Linked DNA regions of Mus musculus: region 1 is linked to region 2. The links are chromatin contacts, called in public HiCAR-type maps. All regions are on one chromosome and are shown on one strand. The core of a region is the stretch at or near the end of the contact, and the rest is flanking DNA. Distances in the headings are between cores, read along the strand shown.

Evidence for each region. HiCAR-type assays count read pairs that join an accessible place to other places.
Region 1: a contact with region 2 is called in a HiCAR-type map of astrocytes, with 9 times the contacts expected there. The contact joins two enhancer-like sites. A contact is called at or near these places in 1 of 39 promoter capture datasets (the C10 cell line) and 1 of 115 datasets of contacts at active chromatin or transcription factors (astrocytes).

Annotation. Positions count from the first base shown.
Region 1 is chr11:43,546,781-43,552,679 of GRCm38.p6, reverse strand. All of the region lies in intron 2 of Ccnjl (cyclin J-like), which reads right to left. Among named protein-coding and RNA genes, the nearest start is that of Ccnjl, 21 kb to the right of the region's middle. Within about 2 kb of position 4,324, at least 102 of the 459 cell types and tissues checked have an H3K27ac peak or open chromatin away from gene starts, as enhancers often do. A contact at or near this core is called in astrocytes, where this site is marked.
Region 2 is chr11:40,846,811-40,852,995 of GRCm38.p6, reverse strand. No RefSeq gene overlaps it. Among named protein-coding and RNA genes, the nearest start is that of Ccng1, 95 kb to the right of the region's middle. Within about 2 kb of position 2,050, at least 32 of the 459 cell types and tissues checked have an H3K27ac peak or open chromatin away from gene starts, as enhancers often do. A contact at or near this core is called in astrocytes, where this site is marked.

The DNA.
Region 1 (5,899 bases), core at 3,075-5,574, 2.7 Mb before region 2:
CCTGGATAAATTTCTTCCTATCTCTTAGGCTCACTCATGAAGAAACTGAGTTTGAAAAAGTCCTTTAATTCTAAGGCTTTCCGGAATTAGCCAGGGAGCTGAAGACAGAAGACTTTCAAAATAATGGGTTTCATTCTGACATTTTCGTATGTCATTTTCGTAGCATTATACATTGTTCTCTCTCTCTCTCTCTCTCTCTCTCTCTGTGTGTGTGTGTGTGTGTGTGTGTGTGTGTGTTTGTGACTCATTTAGTTTAATCAGAGCCATCTGTGTGAGCACTAGATTGGACCTATCCATTACAGCGTGGTGTGGTCACCCACCCTTCTTCTTCCCCTTCCCCTTCCCCTACACAATGGAGCAAAATGACTATCTACGGTAGCTGTTGCTCGTAAGTGTTCTAAGCACACACCATTTTGGGGCACTTGGCTATGTCCTCTTGCAAAAGGATTATCCCAGCTGGGCTTGTTGCCTGTTTATACAAATTCAGGGTCACAGAGCTGTCACCTGAGTATCCAGCTATTCTCTGCCTTCTGTTTCAATGCAGTCTTTATTACACATGGCTTCTGGGAGGGGATAGACTATATAGGATTGGGTAGCCTTGGGGAGGGAGGCTCTATCTACCAAGACATGAGAAGTCATCATCCCTGCTGAGTCAAGGCTTTCTTTCCAGGTGTGGTTTCTTCAGGGGAGGAGCACTCACACCCTGGTTTATAGGTTTACAGAGTGTAAGGAAGCCACGAAAGCTCACTGGTTCCTCTAGGGTGAACTGTGGCCGAGTGATGAGTCATAGCTGAGACCTCAGGAGAAGGGAGAGACTAACTTCTTCTCCTGGAAAGGGATTTTAACCAACAGTAGAAAATTCTGGAGAGAGGATCGAGGGTCCCTGAGCCCCTCCCCATCCATGTCTGACTGCTGACAGGCCCATTCTTGTGCAGACCCAGTGCAAGTGTGAGTTTGGTAATCCCCACGGCTCTGTGTGACCCAGTAAATGGGTTGTTTGTCCTTTTTTCTCTAAGACAAGGTCTCCTGCAGCCTAAGATGGCTTCTAATTCACCGTGCAGCCAAGGATGGCCTTAAACTTCTGATCCCACCATGACCTCCTCTCAGGTGCAGGGATTGCATGGGCGGGAGTTACCTTGGTTGGCTGATTTATTTATTTATTGATTTATTTATTTATTTATTGAGTCAATCTCTTACAATGTCATCCAAGCTGGCCTCAAACTTGCTAAGTTGGCCCAGGCTGACTTCAAATTCCCTCCATAGTCCAGTAGCTTCTGGGATTATAAGCGTGAGTCACCATGAGGAGATCAACATTTTATTTTTGAAGTCATGAAGATATTTTATTCCCAGCTTAAATTAAGAAAAGGCGGCTGGGCGTGGTGGCGCACGCCTTTAATCCCAGCACTCGGGAGGCAGAGGCAGGTGGATTTCTGAGTTCGAGGCCAGCCTGGTCTACAAAGTGAGTTCCAGGACAGCCAGAGCTATAAAGAGAAACCCTGTCTCGAAAAACCAAAAAAAAAAAAAAAAAAAAAAAAAAAAAAGAAAAGGGATGCCTACATTGCCATCTTTTTGCCTACATTGTTTAGTGAATTTGTGTGGTCACTCCAAGAGTCCAAACTCCTTTAGTGTGGGTTTCGAACGCCAGCACCCCAGTATGAATACGAAAGCGGGATGCTTAATGACTGAAGAGCGGAGGGAGAAAAGTGTATTCCAGGCACAGCTCTGGGCCTGGAAGATGTCGGGGGACATCAGAAAGGAAACAAAGACAAGTTTTTCTTTGGCTTAGTCTGGCCTTGAATGTTCGCTCCTCCTGTCTCCACTTCCTGAGTCCTGGAATCACTAATGTGTGCCTTGGTCAACTACAGTGCCAAGCCTTGAATGAAGGGTAAGAATTTGCCTGTGAAGATGGAGAAATAGAAGGTTGCTTAGTAGTACCTGCCAAGCATAGGTAGCATAATATGGTTAAAAGATCCAGGCAGTCTATTAATCCAAACACTCAGGAGGCAGAGGCAGAGACAGAGGCAGAAGCAGAGGTAGAGGCAGTTGGATCTCTGTGAGTTTGAGGGCAGCCTGGTCTACAGTGTGAGTTCTAGGACAGCCTGGGCTACACAGAGAAATCCTAACAAGGCTGACTCTGACTCTGCTGCCTCCCTTTGGATCCCTTTCCCCAAGTCCTGCCTTGTCTGGCCTAAGTGGGAGAGGATGCAACTAGTCCTCCTGCGACTTGTTGTGCCAGGGTGGGTTGGTATCCGAGGAAGGGGTTTCCCTTCTCAGAGGAGAAGGGGAAAGGAAATGGGGAGGGGTATGAGTGTGGGACTGGGAGAAGAGGAGGGAGTGGGGACTGCAGTCAGCATGTAAAGTAAGCAAATAAATAAATTAGGAAGAAAAAGAGCCAGGCAGGCTGCATTTAGGTAAAGCGGACTGAGAAGGTGGGTAGGGTACCAGCTTTGTAGGATCTAAGAAATCTGTCTTGTCCTGAGAAAATGAGGAGCCATAGAAAGGTTTAGAGTAGGGTTTCTACCTGCCTGAGAAGCCTTCCCTAAGATCTCTGCACCAGCCCAGACCTGGGCTCAAGCCAGACAGGCAGGAGCAGAGATTGCCCTGGCCTTGTAGCCTCCTGAGCATCCCTCCCAGCCTTCAGCATCTGCCTGGGTATTTCCTCTAAGGACGGAGTTCTAAATTCAGCCCACGCAGTTGGTCAGGCTGCAGCTGCCGTATTAGCCTTTGCCAAGTGACCTTTGCCCTGACCATGCTACCCTGGTCAGGGCAGCGCAGCCACAAGGCACAAGTTCGATAGGCGAGGCCCTGGCTTCCCTCCCTCACAACTCAAAGCAGCCAAGCTCAGCACCTTCCAGTTCCCTCCCTCTTGCCAAGTAAGAAAAAAAGACTCCCGGAGTGAGCGAGCGAGTGAGCGAGGGAGTGCCCTGCGTGTCCTCTCACAGGAAGGCTCTTTTACTCAGGGCAGCTTCTGGATAGGAAAGCACAGAGAAAGATGCAGGAAAAGGTAACAGGTGGCAGAGCATGCCAAGGAGCAGGCGAGGGGAGAGCTTCTTAGCAAAGACTATGTGCAGGCCGACAAGATCCTGACAACCACAACTGTCCCTGGGTCGTTTTCCCTGCTTCATCTTGACTCCTGGGGAGACTCTCCTGACTTCTATTGTACCAAGTGGGGTTCTCATTTCTTTCGACCCTCCCATTCTGCTTATTCCTTTTCCTTGTCCCCCACCCTCTTTTGGAGAAGTGTATTTATGTAGCTCATCTTGGGCCCCCACTCAAGATGTGGTTAGAGGTGACCTTGAACTCCTGATCCTCCTCCTTCTACCTTCCAAGTGCTGGGATCACAAGTGTGTGCAACCACGCACTTATGTGACGCTAGGGATCCTGTATGCTAGGCAAGCACATGACCCACTGACCTACATTCCCGGTGTTTGTTCATCATGGCTGAAATTCTGCTTACTTATGTGTCTTCCCACTGAAAGGCAGACTCCAGAGAGCCAAGGCCAGATGCTACATATACAGTTTGCCCCACACCCAATTTAATGGCGGACACACAAGCAGGTGCTGGAAAATGTATGTTGAGCAAAAAAGAACGGCTGTCTTTCTTTTGTTTTCAAAAACTCCCTGATGTGTGGTAGCAGCTCCAACGAAGCTGTGAAGTCAGCTTTGGCTGGGAAATTCAGTTCTACTATTTACTCACTTTGGGTAGGAATTTCTGACGTTTAGTGACCTTGTCTGAGAAATACGGGTCATGTTGCTGTAAATGTAACGTATTTGGCACACACCAGTCATCCAAGTGAGAATGGAGAATGGTCCTTCCCGGGAACTGAGTAATCAAACTGCAGATAAGCAGGGGTTTATCTGAGGCCCAGAGCTTAGCGGAAGGCTAGAGTGCTTTCAAAGTAAAGGAAACTTACTTTGCGTAACATGGAACAAAGTTTTCTACCTTGGGGTGTGTGGACAGCTGGGACTAAGGAGGCCTCTGGTGAAAAGGACAACTGCCTATTAGCCTGCTCTGCAGGGTCCCCAAACCAAATAGAATTAGTCATGTTGAACCTGGGCTTCTTTCTATGCCCCCACCCCAGAAAAGGGTGCTACTTTGTCATAGGAACAGCAGTTCAGGGCTTGCAGCTTGCTTGCCCTGTTTAACTTTGGAAGTCCAGCTGATTACATGGCTAACCCAATTAGCGGGGGAGAGGCGCTCATTACGGGGCTTTGCCCTAAGGGTCCACATTCTTCATTCCCCAAGCACTCTTGACCTAAGCCTTCCAGGGCCGCAGCAGCTTGAGTACAGGAAGCAGGCCTCCCTGGCGAGTGGCCTGGATTTCAGGGACAAAGGAGCAGCCTGCCCAGGGCGGCTTGCAAAGCTCTCTCAAGATCAGACAGGCGCTTGGCAGGCATCAACCACCAGCTTGGCAGGGTGGGCTGCAGGAAGGCTGCCAGGCAGAGTGACCTTCCTCTCAGCACCAAGGTTGCAGGAGGGAGGAGACAACAGGGACAAATTGGAAGGGGCTTCCTGAGGATCCCAACTCCCCAGATGTTGGCCCCTTATCACCTGAGCCAGGCAGGAGTGCCTTCTGTCCCAGGTGCATGTAGGGATGGGCAGATGGAGTCCAGGGACAGATGGCCATGGTCATCAGAATTCAAGGAGATGCACCTTATAAAAGCCTGCTCTTGTTATCAGGGCAGTTTTTTCCTTGTTTGTTTGTGATTTGTTGTTGTTGTTTGTTTGTTTTGTTTTTTTAATATTTACCATTGACTAAAAAAAATTTTTTTTTCTATGACACACCAAAACGCTCACAGAGCTTATCTGGGCAGGGGCTGAAGTAGGCCAATATTTTGCATGGGTTTGCCTTCAAACTTTTCAACATTGTCTGAATTAAAAAAAAAATCAAAATATAATTTTATAATTCAATTACCAGATTTCAAGCTCAAAAAAAAAAAAAAAAAAGAAAAGGTGTGGAGGGAACCAGGTCTCTCCTTTATTGAAGCCAAACTCAAAGGTTCTCTCCCCTGCCCCTTCAATCAGTTCTTTATTTGTGAAGCTGCCCTGCTCAGTGAGCAACCCATTGCACCCTTCTACAGTGTGCACAGCAGCCAGTGTCTTAGTTAAGTTTTATGTTCAAGGATGAAGTTTAAGTCGTATTTGTTCTATGTGTATGCAGGGGTTTGCCTCCATGAGTTTATGTGCACCATTTCTGTGCAGTGCCCTTGGAAACCAGAGAGGGCGTAAAATGCCCTGGAACTGGAGTAAAAGGCAGCTGAAGGCCACCCAATGTGAATGCTGGGCACTGAACCTGGGTCCTCTTCAAGCTCAGCAAGTATTCTTAAGCACTGAGTCATCTCTCCAGCTTTTCACTGGAATACCCAAATGATGCTTGATTTCTGATTCAGAGAAATTCACAGCAAAACACAGTGAATCCCCTAAGTTTTCTTCATGCAACTCTCAGGACAGAGGATCGCACAACAGCTTCCTGTTCATGAGGGCTCCTTGAACATTTGCAATGGCTGCATAGCATTTCGTGGCAATGTTGTGTGGTAAGCCCTGATTTTAGAAAGTCTGGACTGCTTCTCTTCCTTCAGCCCTTCTCCGTTCTGCCACTGCTCTTTAGAGAGACCTACCCCAACCTCTGTCCCATATGACGGCATCTCAGGAGTTTCTCACAACCAGCAGGTATTTCAAACAAAGTGTTAGTCATTGAATTCCCTCCATCTCATGAAATGCAGCCATCCACTGTCCAGCCAGTAAGGGCTAATGAACACCTATTGAACCGGTGAAGGCATGTGTGGCTAAATGAATGGAATGTCTGGGGGGAAATCCTTCCTGTGCCTTTGGCCTTTTGTGTTCCCTTTTCCCCTCAGGCTCCCTTAGCTATCCCGCATCCTTCTCTGGGTAGCCAAT
Region 2 (6,185 bases), core at 801-3,300:
TAATTAGCTTAACCTTATTTAACATATAACAGTGATATTGGTAATACCCATACGTTTGGCTCTTCTTCCAATGGAGCTATCAAGTTTTCTTTTAGATGTAAAATTTCTCAAAACTCCCCCTCTTGCTCCGAGTGTCCTTCCCTTTTCTGGCCTATCTTAACTTGTAAACATTCCAGATTTTGCATTTGATGCCACTTTTGAATATCTCTTCGCATCCATCTAAATTAGGTTCTATTTCTGTGCCCTCCATCGTGAGCCTGCACTGTACCTTTACAGCACTCAAAGATGGAGTGCTGTGAACCAAGCAAAGCATCGATAATGATACAACTCAAAAGCCACCAAGCTTTGTATCTGAGGATCAAATAGTAAGTAAATAGTACGTCAAGTAAAAAAAATAAGACAGTAATAATAATAGAAAGCTTATCAGACCGCATCTCCTCACTGTCCAGTCGATTTGGTCATCAATTTAGAAGCTGGCACAGACTAAGTGTATGAATGAGCATTCCAATATTTCATTCATACCAGTGAACTTACTAAAATTTGGTCCATAAAAAATAGTTTACTGAGCCAGGTGTTGCTACATATCCCTTAAACCCAAGCACTAGGGAGGCAAAACCAGGCAGATCCCTCTGAATTTCAGGCCACCTAAGGCTACATAATGAGTCCTTGCCTCAACAACAACAAATGTTTTTACATAGTTTGCCAACCCCTTATATAGTCTATACCCTGCAATCTTAAAACACTGAATACTAACAGAGAATAATGTTATTGTTACCAGTCAGCTGCCTGGGCTTTTTTTCGTCTACCCAGATAGGATCATCTCAGGGAACACAGTGCTACGTGTGGACAGCACCATTCCTGTGGACTGAAGACACAGTAGAAAGATGAAAACAAACTGGCCCTACCACTTATGGTTTCCTGACTGTGGATGCCATGCAACCAGCTAGCCTCGACTTCTCTCAGAATGCATTCTCCACCCTTGACAAAATGTTACCATCATACATGGCCCACAACCAACCCTTTATGAAGTTGGTTTTCTGAGGTTATTTCATCACATCAAGAGGAAAAGTCATTGATAACATCATAGGGTGATAAGCCTGGAAGCTACTTAAACATTACTGAGTTAGAGTGCAAAAAATTTTAATATGACTTGATTTGGAGTACTGTATAGTCAAGAAACAATTGTCAGTCAAGCTATCTGTATAATGATCTAAATTGAGCTAAAATATATCTTAAAAACACTGTCAAAACACCATAAAAAAGGAAGAAATTGTGAGTAACTGGGACAATTTCCTAACATTGGCTGTCTCAGACCCCTGAGCCCAAAGCCTGCTGTTTCAGCTCCAAATCCTGCAAGCCAGAGGCTTGTTGCTCCAGGCCTTAGAAACCAAAGGCCTGGAGCTCTGAGTACTTACACTGGAGGCTTAAATACCAGCAGCCCCAGCCCTTGGCAGCCACTGTTCTCCTTGATTCCTGGTAACAGGCAGCACTTGCTAGTGCCAGCTCCTTGTGCAGAGGTCAGGTATTGAGATCTACAGCTCCTCCAGTGACCGGTATTGAAGCTCTGGAGTGTAGAGTATGAGTATGCAAGCTATCTTTATGCTTGGAAGCTCTCTGGACCTCTTTCAACAACCAGGACCCACAGTTTCTTGACCTAGCCCTCCACAGCGCTCTCTTCATCCTTGGTTCTCTTGTCTTCCTCACTTTCTCTACACTTTCCACCATCTCTTGTTTCTGATTTCTCTATACCTGGCTATACCTAACCCGGTCACTCCGTGGTGTTCTTCAGCCCCCTCCTGCTGGGGAGTGTAGAAGTGCCTCCCCTTTAGCCTGGGTGAAGATGGCTGTGGGACTTTATAGCTCCATGTTCTATTTTTCAAGGCTGATACAAGCTATCTGTATGGGTGAAGAAGGGAGAATCCCATTAGGCAGAGCTGGGGGCTGTGGCTAGAAGTCCTCTGCAGCTGCTGGAATGTTCTCAGAGTAAACAGCCAGACTGTCGTAAGGGCAGTACAGTCAGTTGCCAGGAAAGGGAATACTTAACTGACAGTTCTCCACTTGAGACTGCCAGCTAGCTATAAAGGACAAGCCTGGCAAAGGACTCCACTCTGACAGTTGTAATCACTCACAGAAAGCACTAAGAGAGTGTTTAGAGTAAAAGCATCACAAAAGCTCAGCACAGAACTAACAATTCTAATAGCATTGGGTTCTCCTTAACCGTGTTTAGCAACGCTTGAAAGTGCTTACCTCATGCCCCAGGGAGGAGTGGACCATCTGGTCTGTCTCGGTGTCAATGTTTATGTCCTGTCCAATTCATTTGTTGAAACCCAGCTGTGAGATGACAGCGTTAGGAAGCATGCTTAGGTTGTGATTAGGTCTTCAAGGACGGGATTGGTGATGTCCCACAAATCCCTCACATCTTCCACCATGGGAAGCTAGCATGGAAATAACAAGTGTCTGTAAGGAATTAGATTCCCATCTGACAATTAATCTGCTAGTTCTTTAATTTTAAACTTTCTAGCCTCCCAACATGTAAAAAAAATATCTTTTGTTGTTTATATCCCACCAGACTAGGATATTTTGTTACAACAATTCAGACAGATTAACAAGGAACGATGACTTAAGAATGTCAAGGTTTCTCACCAAGCCTAGTCCAATATTTTGCTAGTATCTAATATTGTAGATGATGATGATGATGGAAAATTGGAATAAGGAATCCTATAGACTTTTAAACCCCAGGGAATTACTGGAGACTAAATCTTTGCAAATTTGAAGGAGATATAATTTTACTTGTTTTCTGAAGTAGAAAGACATTGGTAAAATGAAACATATGCTTTTGCAAAGCAAAAAGCTACTGCCTTTGTTCCACATAGAACATCAGTGTTTGTATCCTGGGCATACCTTTGCTTTGGGAGTAAACACATGAGAAATGAAAAAATTAAATAAATAAATAAATACATAAATGGAACTTGTCTTCCCTAAAAACTTTCTATGGTTAGTACAAATTGTTTTTGGAGACAATCTGATTTTCAAGATCACATCAATAACACATATAACCAGGGGCTAGAGAGGAGGCCCAGGGCTAAAGGGTAGGTGCTGCTCTTGCAAAGAACCCAACATTGCTTCCCATCCTCCAACATCAGGTGGTTCAAAACCACTTGTAACCCCAGCTCTACCATAGGCATCTTCTGACCTCCTCCGACACCTACATTTACACACACAGACACACACAGAAACATACACAGACAGGGCCCACAATGGAGGAGCTAGAGAAAGTATCCAAGGAGCTAAAGAGATCTGCAACCCTGTAGGTGCAACATTATGAACTAACCAGTACCCTGGAGCTCTTTTTTTTTCCATTTTTTATTAGGTATTTAGCTCATTTACATTTCCAATGCTATACCAAAAGTCCCCCATATCCACCCACCCCCACTCCCCTGCCCACCCACTCCCCCTTTTTGGCCCTGGTGTTCCCCTGTACTGGGGCATATAAAGTTTGCAAGTCCAATGGGCCTCTCTTTCCAGTGATGGCCGACTAGGCCATCTTTTGATATATATGCAGCTAGAGTCAAGAGCTCCGGGGTACTGGTTAGTTCATAATGTTGTTCCACCTATAGGGTTGCAGATCCCTTTAGCTCCTTGGGTACTTTCTCTAGCTCCTCCATTGGGAGCCCTATGATCCATCCATTAGCTGACTGTGAGCATCCACTTCTGTGTCTGCTAGGCCCCGGCATAGTCTCACAAGAGACAGCTACATCTGGGTCCTTTCAATAAAATCTTGCTAGTGTATGCAATGGTGTCAGCGTTTGGATGCTGATTTTGGGGTGGATCCCTGGATATGGCAGTCTCTACATGGTCCATCCTTTCATCTCAGCTCCAAACTTTGTCTCTGTAACTCCTTCCATGGGTGTTTTGTTCCCAAATCTAAGGAGGGGCATAGTGTCCACACTTCAGTCTTCATTCTTCTTGAGTTTCATGTGTTTAGCAAATTATATCTTATATCTTGGGTATCCTAGGTTTGGGGCTAATATCCACTTATCAGTGAGTACATATTGTGTGAGTTTCTTTGTGAATGTGTTACCTCACTCAGGATGATGCCCTCCAGGTCCATCCATTTGGCTAGGAATTTCATAAATTCATTCTTTTTAATAGCTGAGTAGTACTCCATTGTGTAGATGTACCACATGTTCTGTATCCATTCCTCTATTGAGGGGCATCTAGGTTCTTTCCAGCTTCTGGCTATTATAAATAAGGCTACTATGAACATAGTGGAGCATGTGTCCTTCTTACCAGTTGGGGCATCTTCTGGATATATGCCCAGGAGAGGTATTGCTGGATCCTCCGGTAGTACTATGTCCAGTTTTCTGAGGAACCGCCAGACTGATTTCCAGAGTGGTTGTACAAGCCTGCAATCCCACCAACAATGGAGGAGTGTTCCTCTTTCTCCACATCCACGCCAGCATCTGCTGTCACCTGAATTTTTGATCTTAGCCATTCTGACTGGTGTGAGGTGGAATCTCAGGGTTGTTTTGATTTGCATTTCCCTGATGATTAAGGATGTTGAACAATTTTTCAGGTGCTTCTCTGCCATTCGGTATTCCTCAGGTGAGAATTCTTTGTTCAGTTCTGAGCCCCATTTTTTAATGGGGTTATTTGATTTTCTGAAGTCCACCTTCTTGAGTTCTTTATATATGTTGGATATTAGTCCCCTATCTGATTTAGGATAGGTAAAGATCCTTTCCCAATCTGTTGGTGGTCTTTTTGTCTTATTGACGGTGTCTTTTGCCTTGCAGAAGCTTTGGAGTTTCATTAGGTCCCATTTGTCAATTCTCGATCTTACAGCACAAGCCATTGCTGTTCTGTTCAGGAATTTTTCACCTGTGCCCATATCTTCAAGGCTTTTCCCCACTTTCTCCTCTATAAGTTTCAGTGTCTCTGGTTTTATGTGAAGTTCCTTGATCCACTTAGATCTGACCTTAGTACAAGGAGGTAAGTATGGATCGATTCGCATTCTTCTACACGATAACAACCAGTTGTGCCAGCACCAATTGTTGAAAATGCTGTCTTTCTTCCACTGGATGGTTTTAGCTCCCTTGTCGAAGATCAAGTGACCATAGGTGTGTGGGTTCATTTCTGGGTCTTCAATTCTATTCCATTGGTCTACTTGTCTGTCTCTATACCAGTACCATGCAGTTTTTATCACAATTGCTCTGTAGTAAAGCTTTAGGTCTGGCATGGTGATTCCGCCAGAAGTTCTTTTATCCTTGAGAAGACTTTTTGCTATCCTAGGTTTTTTGTTATTCCAGACAAATTTGCAAATTGCTCCTTCCAATTCGTTGAAGAATTGAGTTGGAATTTTGATGGGGATTGCATTGAATCTGTAGATTGCTTTTGGCAAGATAGCCATTTTTACAATGTTGATCCTGCCAATCCATGAGCATGGGAGATCTTTCCATCTTCTGAGATCTTCCTTAATTTCTTTCTTCAGAGATTAGAAGTTTTTATCATCCAGATCTTTCACTTCCTTAGAGTCACGCCAAGATATTTATATTATTTGTCCCGGAGCTCTTGACTCTAGTTGCATATATATCAAAAGATGGCCTAGTCGGCCATCACTAGAAAGAGAGGCCCATCGGACAGGCAAACTTTATATGCCCCAGTACAGGGGAATGCCAGGGTCAAAAAATGGGAATGGGTGGGTAGGGGAGTGGTGGGGGGGTGTGGGGGACTTTTGGGATAGCATTGGAAATGTAATTGAGGAAAATACGTAATAAAAAAATATATAAAAAAAGAAAAATAGTAAAATAAATCTATCAAATGTATTTGATAGAAACAGTCAACACATTCAAAGCACCATCCCAAGCATGCCCAGGCCTAAGGAGGAGAAAAGATATTTTTACTTCCAACAGGTTCACATCATCTTTAAATATATTCTTCTCTTTCATGCTAAAAGTGACTTCATTACAAGGCATCAGGGACTGAATTTGTTCTGCAAATGTACTGACATTCTAATTCCCAATCTCTCAGAATGGGGGCTTGTTGAAAATAAAGTTGCTTTGGCTGTAATTAGTTAAGATGGGATCTTTGGTTTAGGCCCCAGTGGAATATGAGTGGTTTTCTGGCAAAAGAGAATGTGTGAACAAATAAGCTTGCACACAGAGAGCACTCTGTGAGAAGATGATGCC